Linked DNA regions of Zea mays: all the other regions are linked to region 2. Evidence: chromatin contacts called from public Hi-C data. All regions are on one chromosome and are shown on one strand. Each heading gives the region's core, a stretch centred on a gene start, on an enhancer-like site or on the middle of the called end of the contact. The rest is flanking DNA. Distances are from core to core; before and after follow the strand shown.

Evidence for each region. A called contact is a pair of places that touch in the nucleus more often than the background predicts.
Region 1: a Hi-C map of tassel shows a contact between it and region 2, with 3 times the contacts expected there. The contact joins the promoter of LOC100280436 here to the promoter of LOC100383599 in region 2. A contact is called at or near these places in 3 of 25 Hi-C or Micro-C datasets (bundle sheath, leaf and tassel).
Region 3: a Hi-C map of leaf shows a contact between it and region 2, with 2.7 times the contacts expected there. The contact joins the promoter of LOC103635449 here to the promoter of LOC100383599 in region 2. A contact is called at or near these places in 2 of 25 Hi-C or Micro-C datasets (both in leaf).
Region 4: a contact with region 2 is called in a Hi-C map of ear, with 2.1 times the contacts expected there. The contact joins the promoter of LOC100283650 here to the promoter of LOC100383599 in region 2. A contact is called at or near these places in 3 of 25 Hi-C or Micro-C datasets (ear, endosperm and tassel).

What each region holds. Positions count from the first base shown.
Region 1 is chr8:80,579,201-80,582,003 of Zm-B73-REFERENCE-NAM-5.0, forward strand. It overlaps LOC100280436, which reads right to left and starts at 1,503. Exons shown (of 1, transcript NM_001153357.2): 1 at 360-1,503. The coding sequence starts at 1,383. The coding sequence ends at 646.
Region 2 is chr8:80,782,217-80,785,098 of Zm-B73-REFERENCE-NAM-5.0, forward strand. LOC100383599 reads left to right here and starts at 1,288. Exons shown (of 15, transcript NM_001176247.1): 1 at 1,288-1,710; 2 at 2,736-2,882. The coding sequence starts at 1,411.
Region 3 is chr8:80,988,542-80,991,403 of Zm-B73-REFERENCE-NAM-5.0, forward strand. LOC103635449 (dnaJ homolog subfamily B member 11-like) reads right to left here and starts at 1,297. Exons shown (of 10, transcript NM_001347061.1): 1 at 1,009-1,297; 2 at 597-745; 3 at 382-508. The coding sequence starts at 1,091.
Region 4 is chr8:80,647,739-80,650,525 of Zm-B73-REFERENCE-NAM-5.0, forward strand. LOC100283650 reads right to left here and starts at 1,441. Exons shown (of 7, transcript NM_001369887.1): 1 at 1,202-1,441; 2 at 812-952; 3 at 597-634; 4 at 212-262. The coding sequence starts at 1,283.

The sequences.
Region 1 (2,803 bases), core at 253-2,752, 200 kb before region 2:
TGGATGATGCTCTCCGTCCAGTCCAGTTTTGTTCTTGCTTTGTGCGTCGTCCAAGTCAGCCACTGTTAGCAGTGCCATCTGACTGCGGCCCACCAAAGGTATTAGTGAGCCCAGGCCATCATGTAGCGCTGGGCCCAGTTCCAGCCCAAGAATGTTTATTTTAGCTCCTTCGATTATCACAAAAATCACACCTTTTCTCTCTCAGCTATAAAACTGGATTTTTTAGCTGTGATGATTTGTTTTTAGATGCCTCTCTGTTCTGTTCTGTTCTGTTCTGTTCTGTTCTGTTATGTAGGCTGCTGATGAATATATAGCAGCGATAAAAATCCAATCATCCAACTGAAATGAACTGATCAATTGGCTGTCTGCTGTACTCGATCGTGTGTATATATATAGATATAGATACAATCTGCTTGACTGATTGGGCTCAAAATTGGAAGAACAAAATTAAAAAACAAAAAAGAAGAAGAGGGAGGAGGATCCTCTCGTACGTAGTAGTCGTCGTCTTCATCGTCATCATCTCCAACCTCGGAATCAGGCAATTGCTTCAGTAGTAGTTAATTAACAATCCAATCATCACTCAGTAAATAAGTCAGCGCTACTACGTACGTACGTACATAGGAACGAACAGATGGGTGGATAGAGTCAGTTATCGTTTGGTGTTTTGTTCTTGTTCTTGTCCAGGTCCGTTGCATAGTAGTTGCAGGTGATGAAGACGCCGCCCTTGAAGCACTCGGCTCGTGCGCAGCCGACCTTGGTGCTCCTCTTGCCGACCATGAGCGCGAAGTGGCCGCACTCCTTGAAGACCTTGCCGTACTTGCACTTCTCCTTGTCCTTGTCGTAGATGGCCTCCTCCTTGCCCCACCAGAAGACGGCCTCCCTGGCGGTGGCGTTCCAGTCGTCGTAGCTCCTGAACACGCTCTCGCCGTACTCGTGGCCGCTGTGGAGGATCTGGCAGTCCTTGCGCATGGCGTTGGACCAGCGCCGCGCCTGCCGCGCCAGCTGGTTGTCCCACTTCATGGGCGGCACGCCGTAGCGCGCGCGGAGCTCGTTGTGGGCGTCCACGAACTCCCGGGCGATGCCCCTGTACCACCCCGTGCCGTTGGTCGGGGACACCAGACCCTTCTCCTTGGCGTACTTGAGCATCTCCTGCTGGACGACCTTCTCCGCCGCGTACGCCTTCTCCTTGGCCAGCTGCCGCTCTTTCTCCTTGTTCTCGTCTTCCGGCGGGGCTTGCTGCTCGCTGCCGCCGCTTGTCTCATCACTCTCAGGAGGTGAGTGCAGAAGCGAGGACGAGGAGGACAGGGCGGCGGAGGGGAGGACGACGAAGGCGACGAGGAGGAGCAGTGCTGCCATGCCGCTGCTGGTGGGCAGGCGGGCCATGCTGCAGGTTATGGTGGTTAGGAACGCCCTCCTCTCTTGCCAACGTTGGAGTTGGGAAGGAGGGGGCCGGGGTCCGTCCGATCCGGCGTGACGGGAGAGCGCGAGGGTGACCGCGGGCGGCCGGCGGGGAGGAGTACTGTGAGGGCTCCCGGCCTGACCCTTTTAAGCATGCGTGTGCTTCCATTCTTGGCTCTGTGCTCTCCAAAAGATGGATGGCCATGGCAGTGCCATGGATGCAGACAAACCAGGAGCACCACCGCCCTTTTTTTGGCCATACTGATTGAGGTTGAGGCCGGCCTGCTGGCTATTTTCGCCTATATATCCAAGCATTATTAGCTAAGGACAAGCCAAGGGAGAACTAGTTCATGGATAGCTAGCTAGCTAGCTAGTGCAAGCAGTGTGTAGAATGAATCGAATGGCGTCACAAGTTGACTGTTTGTGTGTTCAAATTTTCGCCTATATATATATTCTGCTTTCACTGACCACGTCAACGTAACAAATCATTCAAATTTGCAGCCCAAGGATGATTGAAAATTTTAGGCGCGGCCTTCTTTGGATTGTGGGAATTGATTCCCTGCCTTCCAAATAACACCTCGTATTTTTATATCTAAAATAAAACAAATCGTCAATGTTCGATTGTAGCATCTATGTTTCATCAGGTTTAATGATCAACATTTCATCTCCTTCAACGTCAGTTTGGTACTGTTTACGTAGTGCAATTTCAACAAGATATAGGGATCAAGGTTCACAAAACCAGTTGCTTAGCAAAAACCACGCCGGGACCGATTAATCGCAATAAATCGGTAGAAACCGGCCAAATTCAAAATCAAACCAGTTCTTGAATTGAAACGGCTTGTCCATTGCTTAGCAACAAAATTGACCACATTCTTTCCTGCCTTCGAAAATGGGCTCGTATCAATCATATCCTTGTCTGCACCGTTTGTGGCTTCTCCTTCCTAGGAGGTGTTCTTTCAAACATGCATGGCACGTACACCCTCTTGGGAGGAGCCATCACTCGCCTCATACATGCCACCACTCGCACGAGCACATCTCCTAAGTTCTCCTCCTCTCTCGATGCATACAATGCAAACCGCAAACTCTTCATAGTTCTCATCGTATCGTTAGACTATTATGGCAATGATCCTAGGCTTCCTTTTGTGTGAGGTTTGATTGTCTATTTGTTTCCTCCTACGAGACGAACCTGCCAATGCCACCCTCCATACCTCCTCCGTTATCCTTGCTTTCCTTTTATCTTGGCCCTTGTCAATCTTCCACCGAAAAGTAATCGACAACGTCCAGCGGAATCAACACTGCGACAACCTTGCACATTCCCCGCACGTGATGCAAGGTGTTGTTTAAAACGTGTAGCCCCCTTCCCAATGTTTCTTGCAATACTTGCACTTGAATATGGGAAATATGT
Region 2 (2,882 bases), core at 38-2,537:
CCCCTCGGTGGGCTAGTGTTGGAGCGAAGGCCGACTGCCCCCTCGATCAAACTTCTTTAACTTCAACCGAACATGTTTTTGTCGCAGGTACAGGAAGCGAAGGGTATTTCAACTGGTATCAGAATCGAGGTCTTCGACCGGAGCTGATGGAGACGTCGGAGCGAAGGACCACACTGTTTAAAAGGGGACTCGTTGTAGCCTCGCGAAGGCGCCCCCTTCGGCTCGGACAGTTCTGCACGACGACAGTCCCGACGAGGTTGCAGGTCGGCTTCACGGGGTGAAGGGTGCCGCACGCGGGCGAAGGCCACGTCGCCCAATGGCGGGGCCCAGGCTGCGTTCCGTCGTCATTTGGGCCCATTTGTAAGCCCCTCCTCGGGGTAGGTTCCGTTGTACATCTAATCAGTCTGTACTTATCATCGCTGTAATGACCTCATTAGGGGGATATTCAAGAGCTATAGCAGGTAACCGGGGGCATAACAGTACTAGGGGGCACACCTACGTGCTCGGTTACCTATAAATACCCATGCACTGTATATAGACGGGACACGCTAAACAAGACGCTATAGTTCCCTACTTACTGTTTTGTGGAGCACCTGAGTTCCCTATTTCTCGAGTGATTTGGCCCACCTGACCACGTGTTAGTCGGTCCCAACAGTTATATGCTGCTAGCAACCACAAGTTCAAAGAACACAATCAATAATCAAATATTAAATATACAATGCAAGTATGCAGCCATAGAATAATACAATAATGCAAAATTAATCACATGCCACATCCATACATGTTCATATCATTGATCATAACTATGGAAGAGCAAAACTATAAGAGACAAGGCCACACTAAGGACTAGATAAACTTGTGTTGTGGCTTGACTTGACTCACCTCGCTCGCGAGCTAACTTGCGAGTTAGCCTAATCTAGCTCATTAAATAATCGAGCTAGAATACTTGTTCAACTCGCTACAAAATTAAAACGAGTAGTTGAGTTACTAATAAGTCGAGTCGAACAAGTTATCAAACCATAAATATTTCATCTAACCTTTTATAGATTAAAAAATATGACCGTATTTATCCATCGTATTGATTGGATCAGGTCGGTTTTTTCCAGACAGGTCGGGTCGGGTGGCTCCATCCTACATGTAAACCACGCCAGCAGCTGACCTAGCGTCCACTCATCTCAGCAGCTGACCTGACACTGAAAATGCGGGTCCCATCGCCGCTGGCCAGCAACGCCTCTGCCTTCTTCCCTCGGCCTCCGCCCTCTGCTTCTAGTCTGCCAGCTTCGAAACCTCCGCCCCGTCGCATAAACCCCTCCTCGCCTCCTCCGCCCGAGCCTGCCTCCTCATCGACTTATACGCCTCCTTCTCTTAACTCGACGCACTAGCCTCAGCCAATTGTCGCATTTCGTCGCTATGGGGTCCACAGCGGCCGTCTCCGTCTCCGCCTCGGCGATCGCGTCCCGCGGCTGCGCCAGATCCGAGGCTGCGCGGCGGCCAGGTGGAATCCGGGTCTGCGGACTCCGGAGCGAGGCCCTCACGTGTCACTCGCTTCGGATCTCGCAGGCGCCCGCGAGGCTGATGGTGACGAGGCCGCCGCCGCCGGCGGCGGCGACCAATGGCGCGGCGGCGGGGAGCTGCGGGTTCGACTACGATCTCGTCATCATCGGCGCGGGCGTCGGGGGTCACGGCGCCGCGCTGCACGCCGTTGAAGAGGTCTGCTTCTTTTATTGAGTGCTCGGTGACTCGGTGTAGAATCAGCACGGTGTTTTAGTGAGTAGTGTCTGTTGGGACGTGGAATGACTAGGAATCGTAAGTTAATGAGTAATCCTGGTATAGTTGAGCTGCGAAATTGGTCTGCCATGAGATGCGTCAGTATTGACCAGAAATGATAAATGTGATGCCTGATTGGTAATTTAGCATTAGAAATGGAAATTTTGCTTGAATTGATCATGATTGTTGTCGGGAATATATCCTGTGCAATCAGTCATGCTGGTGCAACCGTACAATCAAGCGACCGAGTGCATCCAATCAAATCCAATGGTGATGTTATTTTAGGTGGAAGAGGTTAAATGTAAAATAGCTACTATGTTTCAGGTGGAAGGGGTTAGATATAAAATAGTAGTCACCGTTATATTTTGATTAGATGCATTCGCTTTATTGCATGATTGCACCAACATGACTAATTGCACAAGGTATGTTCCCATTTTGTCTGTGTGATAAGGATTTTAGATCGATGAGGTGGTGAGGTGCCACTAGGCTAAGGTTGGTGGAAGGCCTAGACATGTGCCTGTAATTTGGGTGTGAAACTTTCTTGCTAGCAGTTAGTTTAAAACTTGAAATACTTGTTACTTTTGGTGCTAGCGCACAGAGCGAGCCATTTGCAACCTATGCCTAGTCTAAAACAATTCCTTTTTTTTTGCGAATTTGGGTGCTTGGTCAGGGACTACCATCGATTACTTGGGTGAATTTGGAGGTTTGGTGCCCTCCATACCATTGTTTTTTTAAGATCCAAGTACATATTGTTCTGGCATTGCATACCATTGTTGTTGGACTGGTGTTAGTTGATCTTCTAAGTAGTATTAATTTCAAGAAACAACAGTATTTTCCCATTTTAAGCTCTTGTCATACGATAGACTAGCAAAGAAGAATGATGCCAAACATTAACCATACCAATAAATTTCTAAGAGTTTGCACTGCTTCTATATTGATCTTGTTTCACTCTGCTCTAATTTGTTCAGGGCTTAAAAACAGCAATAATTGAGGGAGATGTTGTGGGTGGGACTTGTGTAAACAGAGGCTGTGTCCCATCGAAAGCGCTTCTTGCTGTCAGCGGTCGAATGCGGGAGCTTCATGATGAACATCATATGAAGTCTTTGGGTCTACAG
Region 3 (2,862 bases), core at 47-2,546, 210 kb after region 2:
TGACACATTTGCTGATAAAAAAATCATTATGGTGGTGCTCTCAAATCCTACAGAATGGAAGGTACACATTCCAGATATGTCATATCGGAAATTCCATCTTGCAAGTTAACACATGTCAATGAGTCTTCTTTTTGGATAATCAAAGTGCATACAAGCTAGGTTACTCCCCACATTTGAGATTTCATCCTAAACTGTGTGCACCTGCTATTTTTACAGTTTTTTGGTATCATATGTATGCTAGTATCCATGAGATGCAAAAACTATGCTGACACATACACACCAACCTAGGGGCAAGCGGGCAATACAAGCATGATAATTGATATTTCAGTAGCAAAACTTCTAGTTGATCTGTTGAAACCTAATGATTAGCATCCACCTCACCTGCTAAAGATGTCCTGAATGTTCATTCCACCGCCACTTCCTCTCCCGCCTTGGAACTGCTTCAACCCCTCCTCGCCATACCGGTCATAGATCTTCTTCTTCTCCTGGTCCGTCAACACCTCATACGCTGCAACAAAATACATTTATTAAATTTACAGTGCAACTTATCAATTTCAGATTATCCATTCAATTGTAAAGTACTCAGCGACTAGTACCGTTGTTGATCTCAGCGAAGCGCTTGTTGGCCTCCTCGTTGTCGGGGTTCTTATCCGGATGATACTTGAGCGCGAGCTTGCGGTACGACCTCTTAATCTGATCCTCGGACGCGCCCTTGGGAACTTGCAGCACGTCGTAGTAGCTCTTCCTGCGTCATCGCCATCAATATTCAGTCAAATCACAAGCATTACTGATTAAACTGGAGGGGAGTCGAGCACACAGATCTCGACCTGACGCATGACAAATGAAGAGTAAATGAACCAGTAGAAAAAAGGCTGTCAAATGGGAAAAATGGATCAAACGATCTACGAGGGGGGTTTCGAGCGACAAATCCGCCAGTAACAGAAAGGATTTTGAGATCTCGGGTAATCCACGCCAGAAACAACACGTCATCAGAACCCATAAACCTACCCAGCAATGGCCACAGCGAGATTCAGGAGGACGAAGAGCGCGGCCGCAAACCGCGCTGCCCCTCCCTTCCCCGGCGTCGCCATCCCGCCCCCGCCTCCTCGAGAGGCCTCGCCGCACCTCTCTCCTCGGCCCTCACAATCCGGTGTTTCCGCACGGTTGTCAGCTACGGTTAACGATCCCGAGCGTGAAGAGAGACAGCTTCTCCCTCGCCGTTCTATCCCTCGTCGTCCTCTTCGGCTCTTCCCCGCCGCCACCGTCGCCGTCCTCCGTCTGCTGCAGTGGCCTTTTGGTTCCTGCGGTTTAAAACTTTCTAGAAGGAAAATCGGGTGCCTGTTCGTCGGAGAGGGGCGAGTGGGGGGACGTGGAGCGTGTGACGTGGACCAATAGAGTGCGGGATACTGGGCTCTCTGACGAATGGGGTAGGTCCACGTAGATACGGTTCGCGCTTTTGCGGTCAGCCGAAATTGCTAGGTTCACTACAAACGGATACACGTCAGTAATAGACGGAGAAGCGGCCGATTTTTTTGTTTTTAGTCATTTTTCGAAAAAAAAATATATTTAGACATCTCGATAACTTATTTCATGGTTTAAACTCTTTACTCAGCGTTATAGCCTATGGCACCAGAGCAACACAGCTCGGTGTCATAAGCTATAGCGTCAAACTCGGACGTGGCATCGACGACCAATGACTGTGTCACACCCGGATTTAAGTATTAAACCTAGGTGCGTCTCAAATGTATGCTAAGATCAAGTCTCACACATATAACGACTCATAGTACAGAAACGAATGTCACATCTTTAATATATAATAAAATTACGTATAAAATAGTTAAATAATTACATCATACGAAGACAACGATCCAGCAACCATAGTTGACTGGAAGACGACGGCCTAGACTTCTCATGAACTCATCGCGACATCTTTCATGCTCCCCATCATGTCGGTACCTGTTCTTGACCTGGTGTAGGATCTAGGACACCGGCTAGAGGGGGGTGAATAGACGGTTTGACTAAAATAAAATACACTAGAGAAATTTAATCAAAACAATAAGAGCTAGTTTGGGAACATCGTTTTCCCGAGGGATTCCAATTTTCCCAAGGGGAAAACGGTGTTCCCAAACTAGCCCTAAGAGATATAAATTTACTAGCCTTGATAAGTCAACAAAACATAATGAGCAATTTATGCTAACACTACAAAAGATAGACAATGCACAAATTACTAACTACTTGCAAGTAATGAGTAAAATGTGAGAGAATGACACCAAAATTTATCCCGTGGTATCGATGATTTGCCGATCACCCATAATCCATGTTGAGCTGGAATTCAAGCTCACACTTGCTCTTCTATCAAGACAGGGCTTGATCTTTGAGCCAAGTGGACAAAACTCACTCAATACCTCGATTCCACTTGTGTCACCTTTGTCGCTCCGGCGAGGTGGGCACGAACCCCTCACAATCAACACTGCGGCTCCTCCACAATATTCACGGAGAGCTCGACGGAGACAACACCTGAGACGTCTAGGAGACGACAACCTCCAAGAGTAACAAGTCGATGACGCTCGTCCAGTGTACCGCCTAGTGCCTCAAAAGATCACAAAGGATGCAAATGCACTAGAACTTTTCAATCACTCACTAGAATGCGATCTCAAGCAACGAGTGTGAGAGTTTGAGTTAGAGGATCACAAATGAGTTTAATGCATGCTAGGAGTGGCCAAGAGAGCCCTCACACACAAGCTCTACTTCTATTTATAGTTTACAACTCAAACCTAGTCGTTATGTGCAAATAGCACAACTTCTACGCACACGCGGACGTTCCGCGCCCCATGGCCGGACGGTCCGCCGTACCAGTAACGG
Region 4 (2,787 bases), core at 191-2,690, 130 kb before region 2:
CTAGGATCCAGAGTCGCATCTCAAGAAATTACAAATGATCACTATTATATGGCCAAGAACAGGACAGGACAGAACAGAGCACGAGGCCTCAAAAGCTGTAAAGAAAGAAAGTCTTAGCTACCAATTGTGGCAACACACATGCATACTGGTTATTAGGATCCATAATTGCATCTGAAGAAACTATGGTGTTGTGACAGTTGCTAGTACTGACCAGGCCTCTTTGGACGCCATCAGGCTTGATGGCAATGAAGGTGCGCTCCATCTGGAATTACAGCAGAGGAGTGTTAGACTGTTAGTAAGCTTGACAAAAGGGGAAAAATCACCTGACATTAGCTCTACACAGGCATGCTAACTGGACATGGAAAAGGCGGGGCATTCTGTAATTAGGATGCCAAAATTACATGGGAGGAGCCCAGAGCCCACTCAATCAGTTTGAGTTGGCCTACCCCGCCTAACATATAGGCAGCATGGTGATTGGTGAAGCAGTGATTTTAGAGAGAGAGGGGGTGGCCATTGCTCCGGTATTATTGGACCACACGGACCCAACAGAATGCAAGGGAAAAAACAGAAGAGACAAGAGAATTAGGGTAGGGTACCTCTGCAGCATGAGCCTCCTGGTCCTGGAGCATGTAAACTACACGCGGAGAGGACAGACAGGGAATTATTTGTCAGAGGGAAAATCGTAACATTCGAATGAACATAAGCATATCGGATCTGAGTGACTGCGGTAAGATCCGAATCGGAGCGATTACTGTTAGATCAGAGTGGTGGGGGGTGGGTCGAATCGGATCGACGACGAGTGCGTACGGACCTGCAGCTGGGACTGCGGCGGCGATGGCTCCCCACCCCGACGCGGCATGGTGGGATCCCTGCTTGTGGTAGGATAAGTAGGCGGTGGGGAGGGTCTTCCTGCCAAAGTTGGTGAGCGTGGCGAGCGCGGCGGTGCGGCCCTCTGCACATCACACATCACATCAAAGACGGATTTTTTTATAACTAATAACTATATCTCCCGCTCCTAGTTAGGAAAAAAAACTGAAACCTTTGAACAATCAATCAATCAGAAACTCCCCCCTCCCGGCGTGATTCGGATTGGAAATTGTGGGAATACTAGCGTAGGAATGAATTAGATTGCATGGCATTGCACAGGAATCCAAGGGTTGGCCCAAGGACCACCCAAGGAATAGTCAGTGAATATACATACCGGCGGCGAGGACGGAGCGGTGAGAAGCGGAGAGGACGAGGGACCTGGCGGCCTGGAAGAGCTTCTTGGAGGCGGCGCTCATGGCTAGGGTTCCTTTGGACTGGGCTAGAGGATGGCGATGGATGGATGGGCGCCGTGCCGGTGCGGTCGCTCGCTGACGCTCACTTCGACTGATGATGTGCGCTGGGTGCTTCCAATTAATTAGGCACGCGGAGGGATGGCGTGGCCACGCGTTAGCCGCTGCGGCCGGAAAAGCACGCGATGCGATTCCTCGATGGGTGGACGAAATCTCGCTAAATCGCTTGGCCTGAGGGAAAAAATCTGGCTGTATAGAAAATCTGAGTATTATTAGGATTACGTGCGGATGAAGATAAATGTGTCCATAGGACTCAGGATCTAGAAAGTGACGGATTCTTACTATTGCAACGACTCAACCTATTATGTGTTTATGTTGATTTTGAATGGTTTTACCCAAACAAATTTAATAGAAGCTGACTGAAAAGCTAAGCGTTTGCCAGTCCGCAACAACTTTTGGTGGCCAGAAGCTCCAAAAAGCTGAAACAAACAGCGCTTATTAACGAGACTCGATTCGACTCGTTTTAGTTTTATAGCGAGCCAAGCTAATATTTCAGTTCGATTTTCTAATACACAAGTTTATGTAGTCGTTGGTGTCGTCTTATCTCCTCGTAGTCTTGTATTCTCGTAGTTATGATCTATGATATGGACATGTGTGGATGTGTGATGTACTTAAACATTTGCATTATTATATGACTACGTACCTACATTGCATATTTAATATTTGATTATTGGATATGGTTTTGTAAACTTTGTTTTATCAATATTTGATTATTGGATATGGTTTTGTAAACTTTGTTTTATCGCAGCATATGATGTTAGTGTTGTACTGTCGGGGACCATAATTAGGGGTACCCTCAAAACTCCTAATTCTCAGCTGGTAACCCCCATCAGCATAAAGCTGCAAAGGCCTGATGGGTGCGATTAAGTCAGGGATCAGTCCATTCGAGCGACTCGATCACGCCTCGGACAAGGGCAGCCGACCCCAGAGGGTTTCCGTCTCGCCCGAGGCCCCCCTCCAACGGCAGACACATCTCCGGCTCGTCCGAGGCCCTGCCTTCGCTAAGAAGCAACCCTGACTAAATCGCCGCGCCGACCGACCGAATCGCAGGAGCATTTGATACAAAGGTGGCCTGACATCTTTATCCTGACGCGCGCCCTCCGGCAGAGCCGAAGTGACCGCCGTCACTTCGCCGCTCCACTGACCGGTCTGACAGAAGGACAGCGCCGCCTGCGCCACTCCGACTACAGTGCCACTCGACAGAGTGAGACTGACAGGCAGTCAGGCCCTGCCGAAGGCACCATAGGAAGCTCCGCTCCGCCCGACCCAGGGCTCGGACTCGGGCTAAGTCCCGGAAGACGACGAACTCCGCTCCGCCCGACCCAGGGCTCGGACTCGGGCTAAGACCCGGAAGACGGCGAACTCCGCTCCGCCCGACCCAGGGCTCGGACTCGGGCTAAGTCCCGGAAGACGGCGAACTCCGCTCCGCCCGACCCAGGGCTCGGACTCG